2 separate regions of the Gossypium hirsutum genome follow, and region 2 is linked to region 1. The links are chromatin contacts, called in public Hi-C maps. All regions are on one chromosome and are shown on one strand. Each heading gives the region's core, a stretch centred on a gene start, on an enhancer-like site or on the middle of the called end of the contact. The rest is flanking DNA. Distances are from core to core; before and after follow the strand shown. Region 1 has its middle 17 kb from the start of LOC121220641. Region 2 holds the start of LOC107900942 (abscisic acid receptor PYL9).

Region 1 (6,929 bases), core at 809-3,308:
TATAATTTTTTCGTTTTGCGCAATTGAATTTTTTTTCTTTCATGTTCTTTCAACTTTCATTTTTTTTTTCCATTCTCTTCTCCTCCCTCTGTTTACTTCCCTTCTCCATTTCTTTTAACGTAGTTTTTCTATGTTTTCCCTTTGTTAAAATAAGTCTCTATACTTTTATTTTTTGAACAATTTAATTTTTTTTCTTTTTATTTCTTTATTTTCCTTTTCTTCTCCCCCTTTATTTTTCTCTCTCCTCATATTTTTCACTACAGAAACATAATATTTGCCCACTAAATAAATCAAGCCCTTGTTTCTTTCACATGATTCCTAAATTGAATTTCACTCAAAACCGAATATCAATGATTCTTAATCAAATCTCAATTTGAATATAACATAATTTTGAAACTAAAATTAAATCTAACTAATCAATATAAAAAATCATATAATTAATCAAATCTAAACATAAATTGAATTTTTTTTATATTCAAAACATTTTTTTTGTTTCCAAACTTTTACAAAATTGTGTAGATTATTCATTTCCTTTTATTTTATTTTCTATCGAATAAAATTAAGCAAATGATAAAATTGATCTAAATCTTCTTGGATATTCTTAAGAAAGCTTGATTGGAACTCGAGTATGAATGAACCGAAGAGAGAAAGGGAGCATGGAACCAAACTGGTTTGGGTAAAGTTGAGGGTAAGTTTAGTATAGTGATCGTTTTAGTCTTTGAGAGTTTAGAGCTCGTTTGAAGAATCCGTAAAATAATGTATTTTTGAGAGGGCGAGAATGTGGTAGGTAAGATAGATAATGTGGTCATGCGGGTTGTTTAGGAGGTTAAGGGAATAGACTCGGGAAGCTTTGTTGAGGGTGGATTGCCATAAGTAACGACTGGCGAGGTCTTCAAGTGAGGCAAGCTTGTAGGCTAGGTTATTGAGAGATCCAAATTAGTTCGTTAAAGCGATGATGGATGATAAGGGTTTGTAATTGTGAGGTGAGAATATGCGAAGCAAGTTTTATTTTGGTTTTAGCTTTCACCTTTTATTTTTTCATAAACATAAAAAAATTTTAACAAATGGAAAACATAGAAAAACTACGTTAAAAGAGATGGAGAATGGAGGAAAATAGAGGGAGAAGCATAAGAGAAAGGAAAATAAAGGAAAAAAAAAGAAAAGTTAAAAGAACATAAAAGAAAAATAATTAAATTGCTCAAAACGAAAAAATATAGGGACCAATTGTATAATTTAACCTAAAATTTTTGTCTAAAATGATGATTTAATGTGCCACGTCAGCTTACCTTTACCTCGTTAACAATAATTAACGGCTTGGTGACTAAAATGTTACAACACGTTAACGTAAGTGACTAAAACGTAACATTTCAAATATAAATGACTAAAATGTAAAGTGAGGTAAACAAAAGTAACTATTTTGAGAGTTTACCCTTTAAAAAATTATCTTATTTTTTTGTAAAAGGGATAATTACAAAAACTGATATTAAACTTCTCCTTCCCACAAGCATCATCTTGGAGCAAAGGTCTAAGATTCAATGATGATTCCTTTAAATGTATCACCCTCACAGGCGAAGCATGGGCCAAATTTGTCAAGTGATCAGCACATTTATTATCTTCACGTTAAGATATGTTGAATTTCCATGACCCATTTTATTTGATAAAATCTAAGCAATTTTTAATTAATGTCTCCATTGAATGATAATTCTTATAAAGTCTCTTCAAGAATTCAACCACCAACAAAACATGGAGCTCGAATATTAAATGCACTCCACTTAAGGACTTCGAAAGATATAGACATGCACAGACACCCCAAAATTCAGCATGAACACTATCAGTCACGCCTATATTCAACATAAAATCCCCCCAATCTAATCTTTGTTTTCGTTTCACAAGAGACCACCTGTCGAAGCCATCGGGAGCCATAATTAACCACTCCATCCGTATTCAAGAGACAAGTCCCAACAGGTGGTTTGTTCCACTAGAATTAGCATAACCCTTGAGTGATTCTTGGTGTAGCAAGACCCGAAGCTTTAATGGTACCAACTGCAAGCTTTTGGGCATAATTTAACACTTGCACCCTAGACGTGTATTGGCCTTAAAAGACATACTTGTTGCGGCACTTCCAAAGGCTCCACCAGGCAGTAGTAAAGAGGACGCCCCAAGGTACATTAAAATTAGCCATCATAGAGTCACGACAGTTCTGTTGCAGCCAATCATTGAAAGGCAGGGAGAAAATTTATTGTTGCCGCTGCGTTACACGAAGCGCTAACCGTAGTTCAGTAGTAGCCAATCACTAACGAAATATGTGATCAAGAGATTCCATGACAGCACCATATACAATGCAAGCTGCATTATCCAATCTAGAAACGTACTTGGATCGTGTTTAATCAATTGAAGTAAGCCAACCAAATAAAGAATCTAATCCGTTCTGGACAGTGCAGATGCAGTCAAGTCTTAACTCCGTAACTGATGGTTCCTCAAGTCCCGTTAGCACATTATAAGCTGATCCCACCGAATATTTACCATCACTCTCCAAACCCCAGCAAACATTATCCGGAGTATGACAACGATCCATTATTGGCAATGGGACTACATTGATTTCAAGAGCAGCCCTACGTGATAACTCACCTAAAATGGGTTCTTAACCCTAGTGGTCATTGACAGATATGAAGTCCACAACCTTTTTCGTCACCCACCCACCAATGTTCTAAAAGTTAATACGGAGTCTATTACCCACTTTCTATTTACAACCTTGCGATAACATTACCCGAGTCCTTAAGAGGCCTCGTCAAGTGGATGAAGCATTTGCTTTCAACTCTTCCTCCTTGAAAGATGTGTTATGCATCTATTTCTGCCTGAAAACTTGGCACCAAAGAGCATCATGATCCGTAAGCAATCGCCAACCAGCCTTGGCAAGCATGGCTAAATTATTAAGTCTAGCCTTCCGTAGCCCTCTTCGAACGACATACTTGATCCACTTCACTAGATACTTATGGGTCGAATTGGTAGAGCCACCCAATAAGTTTCAATTAAGGCAGTCTAATTGATCACAAGTTGCAATTAGCAAAAGAGCAAATTGCATCACATAAAGAGGAATGGCACCAGTGGTAGACTAAATTTATACTTTCATCCCCACCGGTGAGATCGCACTTTACCTTTCCAATCTCCAAGTTTCTTCATAACTCGATCCATTAGATGTGTATACGATTCTTTAGTTAATCTTTTATGAAATATAAGAACTCCTAAGTAGTTGCCTAAATCATCCATAAGAGGAATACCACATACGGAACTTAGATTCATTGTTGTAACGAGGTGACACGAAAAATTTCAACTTCTCTAAATTAATGGTCATACATGAAGAGGAGCCAAATTCGTGTAGAAAATAATGAACCATTCGTATTTGGCCTGCATTCACTTTTACAAATAAAAGTAAGCCATCTCAAAAAACAAATACAACAATGATGATCCTTGTCATGCAACTAAAATATTAAAGAACTAAAATATAAATAAAAGCATATAATATAGACGCATTAATAGTTAAGAAGACATATAAAATGTAAACTAAATTCAAAAATATTAAAAGCAAGGATTAAATAAAAAAATTAGAACTACGAATTAAGGCTAGAATTAAATTAAATTTTAAAATTGAGGGACCAAAATAAGAAATATCGCAAAACACAATAGTTGCTTCTCTCCCCACCCACGCAAGTTCGAAGGTTTGCAGAGTATCGCTGGTTCTTTTATTATTTTAATAATTATTGATAATGATTATTTCGTGTGACACCCAAAATTATTATAGCTTTTGATAAATAATTTATAACCCATGTTATTTTAGAAATTAATTTTATTTTCATATTAACTATACTATATATAAAATAATTGACTATGAATTAGTATCACAAGTTAATTGAATACAAGTTTAATTAAGGGTTAATAATATTATTATAAAGATATTTTTATAGAGCTTTTAAATAAAATAATAAAAAATATTATTTAAGAATTAAATATAAAATTATCTTGCCACTCTCATTTGTTGAAATATTTTTATAAATATATTTTTAATATAAAATTCATGAGATAAAATCTAATTTTAATTTTTAAAAAAACCTAATATGTTAAGCCTATAAATAACAAAAATAAAAATAAAAGAGGTTTTCCCCGATGAGGTCAGCCCGTCAACCGGAAACGTCTGACCGAAGTGAATGTTTTTAGAGACAAAAATTACCCCATTGGTTTATTGTTTCAACACTGTGGAGAGATATTTTAATTACGGCAACAGCATCATAATCTTTAACATCGTTTTGGACGGTGCATCGTACATAGAATAATTTGATCTAATTTAATTACACTTTGACTTTAACCAGTCAAAACCCAAAGAAAAGTTCATAATAATAATAGGAAATAAAGAAATCCACTCACCTGTACGGACAAGTCAGAATATGATTGTAGGATTGTATGTTAAAAGGAAAGTAAATTTTTGTACTAAATCCGTATTAATTTAACGTTAATAAAAATAACCAATTAATGATTTTTGTTGTTGGCCGTTTTCAAAATGAACAAATCAATCGTGACATCTGGTAGTTTCTTATTTAATTTAATATTTTTATAAAATATTAAAAAAATAAAAAATTGATATAAACTTATAAAAAATTATTAATATTATAAAAATTATAACAAATTAATAAAAAACAATAAAATTATTAAAAACATATTTAAAATTCTATAAAAAATATTAAAATTCTATAAAAAAAATCATAAGCATTATAAAAAATTATAAAAAGTATTAAAATTAATATAAAATTATAAAAAAGAATCATAAATCTTGAACTAGACTTGACCAGTTGGTTAGACTGGTTAGATTGAAATCGGTAAGGGTATCGGTCTAAAGAAAATCATTAGACCGATTGACCTAGGAACAGGACGGTTCAATCATTTTTTTATTTTTTAAATTTTTTTAATTTTAAATGTTCTATTTAATTGAACTAGACAAACTGGTTGAACTGCAGACCGATGGCCTGATCAATTCGACCATCAATCTGATTTTAAAAACCTGATTTTAAAAACCTTAGTTAGAATATTTAATTTTGACATATGATAATAGTTGAATAATGAAATTTTGGTTTGATAAAAATATTTAAAAAAATCGGTTCAACCATATGATTCCCAAGTCAACCAGTCTAATGGCTTTCCCCGAACTGGTACCCTTTCCAATTTCAAGCTAATGGTCAAGTTTCAAGTTTTTATGATTTTTTTAAAATTTTATAATTTTATATCAACTTTAATATTTTTATATCAATTTTAATATTTTTTATTATTTTTAAGAATGTTAATGCAATTTTTTTAATTTTAAATAATTTTTATAAATTATATATATAAATTTATTATATTTTATAATATTTATAAGTTTTTTATAATTTCAATAAGTTTATATTAATTTTAGTATTTTATTTTTTTAATATTTAATATTTTATAATTTTTATGGAAAAAATATTAGATTAAACCATAAACTATCACGTGTCACTATTTGATTGGTCCGTCAATTTATTTTAATGGTTAATGTTGTCAATGATGGAAACTGTTAACAAATGAGCTTAATTGATTATTTTAGTTAACGTTGGGGACTTAATTGGGTGTGAATTTAGTAAAGGGTCTTAATTATTATTATTTTTACATTTTCTTAATATTTTTTTTACATATAAGCCTATTAAATACACTATATAATTATGTTAACACGAATATAATAAAATTTATTTAATGTGTTCTCATCAAAAAAGAAATTTAATGTGTTGCATTCATAAATGTGGATAACATAACCCTTTCTATTACTACTCAATTTGTTTGTTAAGATTTTGTTTGTTATAGAGAAATGACTATTATATACCTATAACAACATAACAACTTGTTGTTATGAAAAGATAATTGTTGTAAACCTATAAGGGTTAAATATAAAATTGGCACTGATAATTTAGACAAAATGTAACACCCATAACTCATATTTGTCGTCGAAATAGGGTTACAGATCATTACCAAAATTTACAAACTCAAATACAGATATTTCATATCATTTTACATTCATATCAGAAAACAATCATAATCATTCATATCGTCCCTTAAATGAGCCCTCAAGGCCCAAAATACACGTTAGAATCAAATCGGGACCAAATCGGAAACTTAGAAAAATTTTCAAAAAATTTCAAAATTTTCCAAGGTATAAAGGACACACGCCCGTGTAATAGATCGTGTGCCGCACACAACTAAGACACACACCCGTGTCTCTGCCCATGTGGACGAAATTAGGTCATTTCTAAGGCCACATTACTTACCCAATTTGTCTTCCACCTAAATTAACACTTTAACACAATCACAAGCCAATACAAAACATTCAAATCAAGTCAAAACTAGGTCATATGCATGACATATCAATATATATGTTTAACTATCCAATTTACTAAAATAACCATACATACATATTGACATATTTTACCATTTATACCATCACAAGCCAATCACTAACATGTCTATATGATTTTCTACATTTATCCATCTCAAATACACATCAAACATACTAAGGTCATTTTTACATATCAAAACATAACATTCACAAGCCATACCAATGGCTAGTTTGCAACCAAACAAATACATATATACATGCCATCATTAGCTAAATTTAGGGTATACATGCCATTATAACCAAAAGTAATTTAATATTTATACCGAAATGAGCCGAAGGATAGTGTGATGATCCTCTGACTAGCTTCCAACCAATTCGAGCCTCTGAATTACTATAAAACAGGAAAAACAAAACAAAGTAAGCTTTTAAGCTTAATAAGTTTGTATAACAGGAAATTAACTTACCATTCTTTTACATCTAATGTAAGCATACAAAATACATCCAAAGCAATTTGGCTAATAGCCTAAACACATACTTC
Region 2 (7,236 bases), core at 4,503-7,002, 35 kb after region 1:
TAGTAAAAAAACCAAAACTTCATTTACCCGTGTTTTTCATTCTCTTTAGAGGAATTTTTCACAAAAAAATTGTATTTGATCTTCTCTACCTTTTTTTATTTCATTGCTTATACGGTCGATCCCCAACACCAATCTTAAAATGATTTCCTTAACTTGCTTGGCACACTAAAATTTTTTTACAAAATATTATATATTATGTTAACTTTTATAAAATTAAATCAAATATATTTTATAAATTCTTGTAAAGTTAAGTGTAAGTTAATAAATATATCAAGATGAGGTGAACTTTACCTAAATAAAAAATTGTTTCCCTACTTTTAGAACTCGATTTAAAACACCCAATCCTATAAAACGGAGTGTGTTGAAACCCATCGATTTAGAGTTCTTTTTCCTTCATCATGCAAATAATTCAAACGTCATAATTTTTTTATTTACTGGGAAGAAAAAAAGAAACCGTAAGAGGCAGTACCAGTCTGCTAGATAATACACATAGCTTCAAATTTACACCTGTTTGAAGACCTTTAAACATAGCCTTTATTTTCTTGAGATAAAAGCTTGCTTTATAGTTCCTTTATTTTTGCTTTTGGATTGTCGTGGAAGAGGGAAAAAGATCAAACACATGGCTTACACTAAACAAAAAGGAGTACGAGAAAAGAAAATGAAATAACAACTTTGGTCAGAAAAATTAAATAAGGTTGACACTTTTTCTTTCAATTGCTTTGAATTGTGTCGTTCTAGGATTGGATCCAATGGATTTATTTGTTAGCCATCCAATAATATTGCAGTTATTTTGGTAAAAAATAAAGGATAAGAAGTTGATTTCTTATTATTGGACCACCTTTTTTCTGCCTCTGTCCTGACCAACATTTCCAACGTTTTCTTCGTCTGGAGGAGCTGCTCTTTTTTATTTTCTCTCTCACCAGCTGAGTTGGCAGGTACTTTTTTTTTATAAAAAGATTATAATCTAAAAATAAAACATCAAATTTATTTGTGTGTATTTAGGGGTGACAAAATCTTGAGGTATTTGTGTTTTACCAAAAGAAAACAATTTTGATTTGTGTCTTATAACATAATTTTACGAATCAAGTCAATTTGTGAGATGAAGATTATAAGTTCAAGTGGATTATATTAAGGGTATTTTCGAAAAGATTGCATTGTTGAATTTGTCATCTCTCCATTAATAAAGCCTTGTTTAATAGTAAGAGATCTTAGATTATGCTCTTTAAAATTATTTTAATTAATTAATTATTCACTTTTAATCGCTTATAATAATGGATTGTGATTGAAAGTTTTAATGAAAGCATTATTTTATTAAAATTTTATTAAATTATCAATTTAACAATAAATTGAGTTGGGGGATAAAAAAAGGTTTACAAGTAGAGGAGCAAGCCAATAATGATGGTAAAACAAAGTGGAGAGGCAGAAGGGAAACAATTGGCTTCTCCAACTGAAGGAGAACATGAGAACATGGCAACTGGCAGGCTCAACGACAGATGTCGAATTTTAAATTGGCTAAGCTATTAATGTTGCAGCATAAAGTGTATTGTGTAATGCAATCACCATTGCTGGGTGTTTTTTTTTTTCAGTGGGGCCTTTCCATTTCTGCTCAAACAGCTCCTTGTCTGCTACCCACTACTTGACCTAACCTAACCCCATCTCTTCTTTCCTCTTCCCCTGCTTTAGCATTGCCAAAAAAAGCATTGTAGCATGTCAACAAAAACCTTCGTATGAACTTACTAGTTTTTTTATATAAATTTTTTTAAAAAATATATTAAAACTGATAAAGGAGTATTAAATAGAAACAACAAATTTTAAAATTGAATGAATCCCAAATCAAATGGATCAGATGGGTGATGGAAATTTCAATTGGTTTTATAAGAAATAAAAAAAAATGTGGAGATAAAATTTCAAAGCTGTCGTGGTCCTATTCAACTCCACAAAATCCTTCAAATGGCTAAGGATGAATGCCCTGTCATTTTGGCGGAGAATCCTCCACCGCTCGAAAGAAAAAGTAGAGCTAATAATCAATTAAAGGCCTAAATCATTTGCCTTATGCTTAGGTATGAGATAGCATAATACGGGCACTAACTTAACCATTGCAGATAACAAGATACCATGAGAGAGGAGGATCAGGTTTAAAGACGAGAGCTTTAGTTAAAATAAAATTTACGTATTTTTTAACATAGACTCAGATTTAAGTTACAGTTTCGTATTTCTTAACTCTAAAAAAAGGTATGAAATGATTATGTTATATGTATTGGAGGGTTATGAAGTTTAACTATAAAAGGGTAAAACTAGGAGAGGTCATCTTCAAACCAAGCTCACGTCATGTTTGTTCTTACTTTATTTTTGCACCTAACCTTTTTGGGTTTTGTTAATAAACATTTCTTTTTGAGCCGTGGATCTAATGATGATATTATCTTTTCAAACTCCAACATTCGGTCTAAATTTAAAAGAGTTTAGATAAAAATATTAAATTTAAATAAAAAATTAATCTCGTTTAAAATATGAACTGAATTCAAATTTAAACTTTTATGATAGTAATTATTCTTTTCTTAATGTAATAATAATTCTTTAATGATTATTAAAACATTAGTAGAATGTTGAGAATATGATATATTATAAATTAAAACTTTCTTTTCTTAATAATTAAATTGACTATAATAATTAATTTGAACGTGCTGACTTTATTTTTCATCCTCTTATGTTTCTCCTTTTATTTTCTTATCTTCTCAATTTCTTTTAATATATCAAGAAGATAAATTGTCAGTGAAAAAATAAGTAGGAAGTCGAAATCATCATTGACTATAATCAAAACCCATAAACCCATACCATGATTCTTTTTTCACTGCCAATGATATGTTAAAAAAAATGAAGAATGTAGGAAAATAGAGGGGGAAACAGAAGAGAATGAAAAATAAAGAAAAAAAGAAAGTTAAAAGAACATGAAAGAAAAAAAATTGCTCAAAACGAAAAATATAATTTAACCTAAATTTTTTGTTTGAAATGATAATTTAACATACCATGTCAGGTTATTGTTAATTGTTAATAGCAATTAATGACTCAGTGACTAAAATGTTACAACATGATAACGTAAGTGACTAAAACGTAACATTTCAACCTAAGTGACTAAAATGTAACTTGAGGTAAACAAAAGTGACCATAGATGTAATTTACCCTACAACGAACAACAAAAGATATATTAGTAAGTTCAAAACTTAATAAAAATTTTGATTAATTTTTTATAAGGTGTAATAAATGAATAATTATTATTATTTATTTATTTTGCTTTCATTGTCTATAATAATAATAATAATAATAATAATATGTATTCATCTGATATTCTAATAAATGATTTTATGCACTAGTTTTTTAGGGTAGATTTTATACCGAGTACACTTCGTTAAAACATAAGTTACATAAATTTATTTTTAAAAGCTTTGCTATATTCAACCCTTTTATAACAAGCAAATTGTTTGTCAAAATTTTAAATTTTATAGAGAAATACTTATTATGTAATTATAACAATATTTGAAATTTACATCTTATTAATTTTTTAAAAAATTTTAAATTATAATATATTAATAATATCAATAAGGAGATCCAAATTATATCTTAATTAAGATTTATTTTTTTATTTCACTTAAAAATATAAACAATTTCACTAAAATTTGAGATAAAAGGTTGTTATAGAAAACTAAATTAGTATATGAAGTGTACATACTTTTTAGTTGTTTATTGTTATAAATGAAAAGTTGTTATAAAGGGTAAAAATAAAATACAAAAAATCATATCTATAACAAACTTGACTATGATAATGAAATATTATTATAGAGTGTGGCTGTTATAGAGAAGGCTCACTGTAAATCATTAATTGATTCATTGATAATATATAAAAGGATAAATTATACTGACAATCACTCAACTTTGGACTCAATGACAAAACAGTCACTCAACTTTCAAAAAATAACAAATAAGTCATACTAACCATTTTTTGTTACAGACGTAACGGAAAGTTGACTTGTCACCCCAATGTGTAAATGACCCAAATTTAAAACCCTAGCTAGGCTGGGCAGTAAAAGAAAAAGCAGAAGAAGAGAAAAATTTTAGAGTGGTTCAACAACAGCATGAGGCTGTGGATTTCAATGACGGCGGTAGAGCAAGCTTCACAAAGAACAATTCTGGTGACTAGAATGATCAAGAGTTTTTCTTCTCTGTATCTGGCTAAATGCACCTCTAATCTCTGTTTGAAAACTCGTATAACATTGCCTTATTCTGTGTTGGGGAAATGAGAAGAATTGCAAGAAAATGAGGAAGAAGAATAAGAGAAAACAAAGGTGACACGCAGAGTAGAGGCAACAGTAACAACAATGTCTATGGTAGTGGCAAGGATTAGCGAACTTAAAAATGCCATAGCTTTTTTTTGGCATCTCCATTTCTTCTCTTCTTCTTCTTCTTCTTCTTCTTCTTCTTCTTCTTTTTCTTCTTCTTCTTATTGTTAACTAGCCACGGTCAATGGCTCAGATCATAGAGGATTCATACCAGATGCTTTGGACATAGAATCTACCATGGTTTAAGGATAAAATGATGTGATTGTTGCTGTTGCAATCGAGTTCGAACTGATGGTCGTCGCAGTTGGGAGGTTGGGTTGCAATATTTGTTTCTGGTTTTGGCGACACAAGATTGCAACTGTGGTTTGGCAACACAACAATGGCTAGTCAAATCTTCCCATGCCAAAACCCAAACTAGATTCTAGTAATTCAAAACCCTAACTAGATTTTGGTAATTTGAAATCCAAACCACGAGGGCATAGATTGGGAGTTGTGGTTTGAAAAAGTCTAGTTTCAGAATGGCAGAATTTGGAGACAAAATGTTAGTGGCCACGTCAGCTAATTGAGTTAATTAGGTTTCCATCGTGGCTAGTTAACTGGCCACATCAACTAGTTAACGAGCCACATCACCTATCCCGTTTGGTCTGTAATGAAAAATGTCAATGGGTGATTGATTTTTAACTTTACAATAACGTTTGTGGTTGATTTGTTATTTTTTAAAAGTTGAGTGACTGTTTTGTCATTGAGATCAAAGTTGAGTAATTGTTGGTATAACTTACCCTATATAAAATTATACATAATCAATACATCACATATATATACTAGTTTCTTTAACAAGTGATGCACGAATTAATTATATTTATTAATTAAAATATATTAAATTATTTTATAATTTTTGCATAAATTTTCTATAAAATATAGTAAAGAAATTTCTATATAATATCTCACAGATAAAATATTTTAAAATTAATTGAAATATTTTAAAGTAAAGTTATTTTTATTGATATTATATATTTAAAGTGAATTAATATTATAATAGTAAAATAGTAAAATATTTAAAGTTTAATTAATTACTTTAATTTTTTTATGGTTGTGAAATATTTTTTTATAATACGAATAATATTTCTCAAAATGGATTTCACGTTAATTTAATTTAAAAGATTTTGATATGTCAATGGATGAAACTATCCAAGTACAAAAATAGAAAATATCTGTCACGTTAAAAGATCTTAAATGTTGTGTATGATGCTAGATTAAGGAACATTCACGTGAGTTAATTATATAATAAATTTACTAAAATTGATATAAAATTTTTTTATGTTATTTATTTCCATTTTACTGTTTACATTTGAGTTGATTTGAATTTTATGATTTTAAAAATTTATTTAAATATAAAATAAGAAAAGTATCTCAAAATATTTGCTATTTTACAAAAATGGAGAGGTAACAGGGTATAGACAAGTGAAAGAACAGAGAAAAACCTTGATTTAATTACGGAAAGTAAGAGGCTGAGCCTGGTCCCAACCAAACGCCTGAAACCTAAACCAAAAGCAAAAGGCTAAAGAGTAAGGCCCCCTTCCCTTTGTTGACATCCTCACCAAATCTCTTGCTTTTCTTCTCTCTTGCTACTCTCCTCTAATTTTTCACCTTCTGATTTGTTTAAAGAGGCAAACAACACAACTCGTTTTTATCCTTATATATCAGTTTGGGAAAAAAGGTAGAAGAAATGAACGGTGATGATGCTCAGAGTATGATGGAATCCCAGTACATACAGAGACATCACAGGCACAACATCAGAGACGACCAGTGCACCTCTGCTCTTGTTAAACACATCAAAGCTCCTGTTCATCTCGTAAGTTCCTCAGTTTGAGACTCCTCTATAATTTCCCCCTTTTCCCCCATTTGTTCGTTTTTCTCGCCGCCGTTTAGGCCGTTGACACGTTTTTCTTTCTACTCTCCTATGGATCTGCTGAAACCCAAATCTATTCTCTTTGTTTTGTTACCCAAAAGTCAAATCAAATCTGTGTTCTTGGTCGAAAATTAACCCCCCCCCAAAAAAAAGAAAAGTAAACCTACGAGTATGTATTGTCTCTGCTTTTTTCTATTTTTTCACTGATAAAAAAAGAAAAAAAAAAGAACCCAGACTATTTTAGCCAAGATTATGAATTTCTGTTAACTCGATGGTTCGTAAATGTCTGATTTTAACGATGGGTTTGTTGTTCTGTTTCTGTTTTCTTTAACTATGGATAGGTATGGTCATTGGTAAGGAGATTTGACCAGCCGCAAAAGTACAAGCCCTTCGTCAGCAGGTGTATAATGAAAGGGGACCTCGGGATCGGCAGTGTTAGAGAGGTCAACGTCAAGTCCGGACTTCCGGCAACCACCAGCACCGAACGGTTGGAACTTCTCGATGACGAAGAACACATTTTAGGCATCAAAATCGTCGGCGGCGACCACCGTCTTAGGGTACAAAATACTAACGTTTCTTTCTCCCTTAACACTTGTTTTCTGTGTCACGGTACTCATTTTGTTGACTGCAGAATTATTCTTCGATCATGACGGTGCATCCCGAGGTTATTGAAGGAAGGCCAGGTACAATGGTGATCGAATCGTTCGTCGTGGATGTGCCGGAAGGGAACACCACGGACGAAACTTGTTACTTCGTGGAAGCTTTGATCCGATGTAACCTGAAATCGTTAGCCGATGTTTCAGAGAGGATGGCTGTGATGGACCAGACAGAGCCTATCAACCGATACTAACTGAAAAAGGTGGAATTGTGATGACCAAAAGAAAAAGACTAATCTTTAGGAGTTTGTGATATATGATCATCTTTCACTTTGTTATGGAACACTCTTTTAACACCCTTTTGGTTCTTAGTTTAAATGCATGAGTAAGTAGTTTATCT

The links. A called contact is a pair of places that touch in the nucleus more often than the background predicts.
Region 2: a Hi-C map of leaf shows a contact between it and region 1, with 2.7 times the contacts expected there. The contact joins the promoter of LOC107900942 here to the enhancer-like site in region 1. A contact is called at or near these places in 8 of 34 Hi-C or Micro-C datasets (callus, cotyledon, leaf and 1 more).

The regions. Positions count from the first base shown.
Region 1 is chrD08:49,472,118-49,479,046 of Gossypium_hirsutum_v2.1, forward strand. No RefSeq gene overlaps it. Among protein-coding and RNA genes, the nearest start is that of LOC121220641, 17 kb to the left of the region's middle. Within about 2 kb of position 2,059, at least 1 of the 9 cell types and tissues checked has an H3K27ac peak or open chromatin away from gene starts, as enhancers often do. A contact at or near this core is called in cotyledon, where this site is marked.
Region 2 is chrD08:49,502,985-49,510,220 of Gossypium_hirsutum_v2.1, forward strand. It overlaps LOC107900942 (abscisic acid receptor PYL9), which reads left to right and starts at 5,753. Exons shown (of 3, transcript XM_016826735.2): 1 at 5,753-6,183; 2 at 6,582-6,797; 3 at 6,872-7,236. The coding sequence starts at 6,058. The coding sequence ends at 7,090.